Regions from separate parts of the Columba livia genome. Here region 2 is linked to region 1. A link is a contact called in public Hi-C data. All regions are on one chromosome and are shown on one strand. Each heading gives the region's core, a stretch centred on a gene start, on an enhancer-like site or on the middle of the called end of the contact. The rest is flanking DNA. Distances are from core to core; before and after follow the strand shown.

The links. A called contact is a pair of places that touch in the nucleus more often than the background predicts.
Region 2: a contact with region 1 is called in a Hi-C map of crop, with 2.5 times the contacts expected there. The contact joins two enhancer-like sites. A contact is called at or near these places in 2 of 2 Hi-C or Micro-C datasets (crop and liver).

What each region holds. Positions count from the first base shown.
Region 1 is chr5:59,148,068-59,151,261 of bColLiv1.pat.W.v2, forward strand. No RefSeq gene overlaps it. Among named protein-coding and RNA genes, the nearest start is that of TEAD1, 28 kb to the right of the region's middle. Within about 2 kb of position 1,719, at least 1 of the 3 cell types and tissues checked has an H3K27ac peak away from gene starts, as active enhancers do.
Region 2 is chr5:59,245,256-59,248,449 of bColLiv1.pat.W.v2, forward strand. All of the region lies in intron 3 of TEAD1 (TEA domain transcription factor 1), which reads left to right. Among named protein-coding and RNA genes, the nearest start is that of TEAD1, 70 kb to the left of the region's middle. Within about 2 kb of position 1,581, at least 1 of the 3 cell types and tissues checked has an H3K27ac peak away from gene starts, as active enhancers do.

The DNA of each region.
Region 1 (3,194 bases), core at 469-2,968:
TTTGTTTTTTTGTTTGGTTGGTTGGTTTTGTTTTTTTGTTTGTTTGTTTTAATGTAATTTTCCTTTTTGTTTCCCTAAGTAGCAGTACTTAAGTGCGGGGTAATACTGTGTTCCCATGCAGTCTGAAACTTGCAAGGTGCTGAGGACCATAGCCTCAATTCAGCAAAATAATGAATTAACTTGAAATATGTGAGAAAAGTCCTTGTGGTTTCTTTGAGTCTGTTTTACTTAGAAACGGATAAATATTCGTATCACCGTGGGAAGCCTCAGTCACATTTACACTGAGGCCTGCATTATATTGTCTTCACTTCCTATCACAATCCTATATAATCACACCCACAAAACCATTACTTTTAAGGTCTGGTTTCCTCAAAGGATCCCTTATAGCAACTGTGTAAATTAGCTCATAAAAGATATATGCTTCTTGTCCACTCTTGTATTCATTAAGAGTTTCACCTGTATGAGGGTTGAAAAACCAGTATAATTTATGTCTTCTCTTGAGAGGCCCTTGGAGATGAGATAACTAAATCAGCTGCAGAGCAGCAGAATGCTGCCGTCTGCCTTCAACCTTGGCACTAGGTTTTAGGCAGATAGAACTCAGGTGTGCTTGTTATTGCCGTTTGGTTTATAGCCATGCCCACGGGGTTTGTTGCACCAACAGTTCCATGAATTCGTGCCGTGATAACAGTCCTTGTCTTGAAAGGCTCACAGCCTTGCAGGAATGTGGGAGGAGGAAAGCGGTAAGTGAACCTCTCTAACTTTACACCGAAGATCATGAGAGGGATGGATTAGGAAGCAGGTTCCCCTTTCTGTACCCCGTCTGTGCCTTTAAGTTGTGGTGTGAAACAAGGAGCTGGAAAGGTAGCAGCGAGGCTTGTGTGGAATGCCAGTCCCCAGGGAAAAGGGGACCAGAGGAGTTCCAGAGGCTGTTGGCTTGAAGGATTACCACTTTTACCATGCTTCTTGGGGTGGAGATGTAGGTGCTCGGCAGCAGGCCACTGAGGCAAGCGAGCGTGTGGGTTTGTTAGGTTGCCTGGGGAAGAATTTTTCCCATTGAAGTGCTGCAGGACTATCAGCTAGGAGGAAATTGCCAGCGTTACATGCATGTGATTTAGACTTCCGTCTGTGTGGCAGTAGCTTAAACACTTTCATGTGCGTATTGTTACAATAATAAAGTATTGAAGGTGTCAGTCCTGGATTTCTGAGACTCCTGTACCTCCAGAGCTTTCTGAACTGTTTGTAGTGGCACTTGAATAGACAGAAAGGACATCATTAGAGCAGATCCGTATTCTTAATTGCATAAAAACCTTGTACGTCTGCTGTCTGAAACCAGCGCTCAGTTCAAACAGTGTCATAACCTCTAGCTCCATTTTTCCTGCGTTATCAGGACAAATTAACCCATTAGCTGCACAGACTCTATTGTGAGTCAGAGCTATATGACTCATATGAATAGAACACAGTTCTATTCTGGTTTTAATTAACTTGGCCTCCACCCAAATCCTCCTTACTAATGAAAGATACTAGATTAGCTGAAGTCTACAACACAGTTTTACGGTTTGTGCTAAACTTACGTGTTTATTCTTCTGAGATAATGATACAAAAAGAAGACTCCATGAATGCACTAACTTAAAAAGTAAGCGACAGAACTGCTTTATTTGACAGACTGTTAAAGTATTATAATTAGTCTTGTTTGTTTGTTTGCCTTGCAAACTCTAAGAGAACAAAAAAGGAAAGCACAACTCTAACCCATTGGGAAATTAGTCTCAGTCTTGATTCAGATAAGTGGAATACAAGTTTGTGGTGGTTACACTTCCAATGGAAGTGCAGTCTTAGGCAGCGCTTCCCCTTGTGATTTTCATAATTTTGCTGTCTGGGAACTCTTCTTTTTTCCTTCCTTTCTTTGTTTTTTTAACATAAAATGTAAAGATAGCGTTGGTCAGGATCCCTACCAGTATTTCTAATTGAGTCATCGTGCCTTCTCTTAACAAAGCAATACCAAAATCAAATAAACTCCTCAAGTATAAATTGCAGAGAGGGTAATACGAGCCCCTACTGAGTGTAGCCTATCAAAATGGAAGCAATACTAATTGTGTTTACACATTTTTTTAAAAGAATTAAAACAAAATCAAGAAAACAAAACCACCCCTCTCTGACCCTTATAGAAATCAAGGCCTGAATCTTACTTAACACTGAACTTTCTTCATGGCACCGCAGGGACTCTTAATGCAGATGAGAAGCAGGCATGGAGACGTTTGGTGGAGCCTTCCCACACCACCACTTTCTAAAGAAACAAGCTCAGAATAGAAGCAGAGGGTGAGGGGAAGAGAGAGAAATGTATCTTTGTGTGAACACTTTATATCTTGCAACATGCTCGTATAACACAATGAGGGTGGGCCAGCTGGCTGTAAAATAACTTAGACTGATAAATTAATCAGGAGTATGCTCTGCGTGCCACCAACTGTCCTGTGACTAATAAGTTCATTTTCTACTTGGGCAGGTTCCATGAGTTTACTTGTAGCCTGAAGAGTAGAGCTGGAGGAAAAAGGTCAGGTTTTAAGAGGGGCTTAGTTTGAGGGGCTCTGAAATGAAAACTTGCATGTGGACCACTACTTCCCAGACTCTGCAGTCCCACAGTTTAATTCCAGTTGCTCAGAGCACTTAATCAAGATCTGCCTTCAACTCTGCCTGCCGCCAGTTAGTCCTGATAAAGCCTTAACTCGCCTTCTCATTGCCTAAGTGGTGACATTAGGACTTCCATCAAAGCAAAGAAATTAGAAGCACGTAGCAGACTCAGCTTCATTTAGCCAGAGCTCCACGTCCAGGTTCAGAGATTTTTCTGCTTTGGAAGGTCATGGTTCTCCCATGCAAGAAAGATACTCTGGCAATGAATTTGCTACAATAAGCACTTCGCAATCACTGTGGAAAGTTACCAAGTTGGTAGGAAGCAGATTTAGGGCACAGATTTGTCTACTTGGTATTTTGAACAGTTACACTGCTTTTTAGGAACATACATATTCCTCAGTTTAAAGTTTTGAGTGTTAATTACTGAAATTTCATTGCTGATAACTGGACCTTGCTTTTCATTTTTCATTAGCCACAGTGGATTTTCTGTGCTCACATTGTTTGAGGTTGGATTACCAAAACTGTCTGGATTCCCGTTTCATGCTTACAATAGTGTCCCTCCATTGAACAGA
Region 2 (3,194 bases), core at 331-2,830, 97 kb after region 1:
GCCTGCTCACGGAAGTGAATTGTCAAGATAGAAAAACACCATGGCAGCAAGATGCTGAACAGGGCCCTGTGTGTGAAAGCAAAAACATTTTAAAAGTTCTGTGGAAACAAAAGTTGAAGTTTGCAATGATTTACTTCCAGTTTTAGAGCATGTGACTTGCCAGGAAAACTGTGTATTTTAAAATACTGCTTTGCTTTCTGGGCCGTTTTCACAGCATCTTGCAGCCTACCCACGCGGTGTTACCCTGCCTGGTACACACTCTCAAGCCCCAAACTTGCCTCCCTCCAAGCCTGGGCCCTTTTAGGCAGCTCCAGTTTGTTCATTAAGAGGACATTGCTGTACACTCAACAGCTGTGTTGAACATTGTAATCCTGTTCTTTTCCTTTACAGTAACGTCGTTTCAAGGGAAATCTGTGAGTGTTGGTTCCGTATGATAAATTAATTAGGAAGGGAAGGAGAAGAGCTATTGTGGTCATTTAAGTCAAAGTACACTGGAGATTTAGGCTTCTTTATATTAACCGTTAAAGTGGTGTTAAAATACCTGCCGTGTACTCGTATGACTCAGACAGTTACAATAGGCACAGATTTGTACTAATACGACTTCATCAGTGTAGGATGACTTACCCAAATCGCATTTGAAGTTTATATAGAGGTGTGTCCATAAAGACACACACACACCTGTGTAGAGGCTCACTTGAACGTGTGAGTGTGTCATTGAAATGACAGTGAAATCTTATTGATGTCTTCATCTCACATTTATGTCTGGCCTGAAACCAGGGTGCTCCTGACATGAGAGGCTATGTGAGAAGTGCCGTTTTCTTGTTTGCTGGACATTGTGCTTGTTAATGCTTGTGGGTTTTTGTTTTGTTTTTTTCTTCTTAGCAGGCAGTAAAATGGATGAGAGGCTGATTTAGACTGGAGTAATTCCTGTTTCATCCTAGGCGAACCAGAAGGCAGAGCTTGTCGTTCAGCTGTGCTGCTCTGCATGGGCCTCCCTTCCCTTTGCCAGTGGCAGTTTCAGCTGGCAAAGATCATTTGCTTTTTTAGCCCCCAATGGCATGTGGGGCTGCTGCATCTTAATAAAAAGGCTTCATTCAGTATGATCTGTTTGAAATAGTCCTTCCATAGATTTAAGAAGGTGTTTTGGGCTCTTTCAGGGTAAAAAGCAGAATGTGTGCAAACCCTGCCCGCATTGCTGGCGTATTCCATTATTCCTATAGAGCTTCTGGTTGATGGAGGGTTATTCTCTGTTCATGATAATGTCTTGCTCATATTATTCCACATCCACTATCATTATTAGTAGTATTTGAATTATAGCATTGCTGAAAGTCTGCAGGCAGGATAAAGGCTCCATTGTAGTACGTCTTGTGCACACAAGATGAGACAATCTCTGCTCCAGCTGTTTACAGCCTGGTTTAAGACCAGTAGCGTAAGTGGGTTTATCATACAAATAGCAGAGAGGGAAAGAGAATGCTAAAAATGACAGGAAATCTATGGTTGCATGGAGTGACTGTTCATTTGTTACATTTGCTGCTGTGGAGTAGAAGGTAAATAAAGTGCTTTTCTGCTTCCCAGCGGGCAGTTGCTGCTGCCGATCCCCGCGGCCGGTGTCAGGGCTCCAGCTGTGGGGAAGCTGGAGGGCTTGGGGTGGGAAGAGGCAATGGGTAGAGCTGCTTGTGGAGGGGCTAGACCAAGGGGAGGGCAAGGCTGTAACGCAAGGACTGCTGAAGAGGGGGGAACAATTCAATGTGATAAACATCCTCACTGTTTATCAGGAGTGAGCTGTCTGCACCCACCAGTCTATCAGGGGGCATTACACAGGTTTGTGTCCCGTGCTATCCAACTTAGCGACTGATGCAGTTGAAGCTACAGATACTTGAAGTCAACTGCTCAGTAACCCCAAGCGTGTAAGATTGTTTGCTCACATTTACAGATCTTACACAAATTTACTTTGGATGGAAACTACAGAGGGTGTCCAAACTGTCAGGATACTTTCTGACTCTTTTAAAAAGGCATTTAGTGTTGTCAGCACTTTCAAATCTATGGCTCGGTTCTCCTGAAGCCAGACTTACTAGGTACCTGTAGGGCTCCAGAAATGGAAAACTCTAATGGCCTGGAAACGCCTACTGGAACTCGACATTATTTAATTAGCTTGAAGTAGAGCCTGGCAGATGGCAAAACAGTGGAAACGACCTCCCTTTTGAAAAATATGGGCCACATCCTCAGCTTGTATAAACTGGCAGGGCGCCACTGAAATAGATGTTCAGCTTCTGTCAATTAGCAGGGAAGAGAAAAACTTCTGAAAACAGGAAAAACAGTTATAAGGCCACATAAATTATCAACAGGGTTCAGGTACAGAAATTGTTTTTAACGTTTTAGAGACTCCTCCATTTCCAAAGTAACTATATCCTTAACAGTCCTGTTTTCATTGACGTGCAATTCAGAGAAAGAATTTGACTTGCTTTCCTAGAGCTGTATTAAGTCTGCAGAGCTTGCAGCAGTGAAACATACTGTATGCTGGTTTTTGCAAGTCATTCACTTAGGAAAGTGAGACATCAATATTTCATTCTACTAAAGCCAGTCTCTAAAGTTGTGTAAATTCACCTATTATGTGATAACCTTAACCAACCTCAACAAAGTTTTTTAGAAATAGATCTTTGATTGAAAGTTGCGAGCTCACCTCAATGTTTTCCAGGGAAAATTCTTGCTCAGATGAAAGCTCCCATATGCTTAAAAGCTGTTGCATTCTTACATTTTAATGTTTCCCATTAATTGCTTGGAGGATTTTTTTTTTGTTTTAATTGAAAACATGAAAACAAAGCCTGAACAACAAAGCTGATGCTCATTTATCCCATTGCATGGTACCAGTCTGACAGATTCATTAAATCTGTAAAAATATCAGATCAGAATTGAAAGTGAATTGAACTTGCTGAAAGCAACGCAGTGTTTACAGTCTGCTTTCAGACTAGCTTTTCCGTACCTGCTCATTTTAGTTTGAATTAAACCATCCATGTAATTTAAGAAGATACTGCAGGTTAACTCCATGCTATAGCATATTGCAAGGCTTGAAAGTTCACTGGCTCCAAGCTGCAGGTTAACTGCAGAAGTAAAAGCAGTGAGAAATAAAGCTAACTTTAAATACAGCAGTAAGAGGGATTTGAGATATTATTACAGGCTGCTAAACTTGGGCCGTG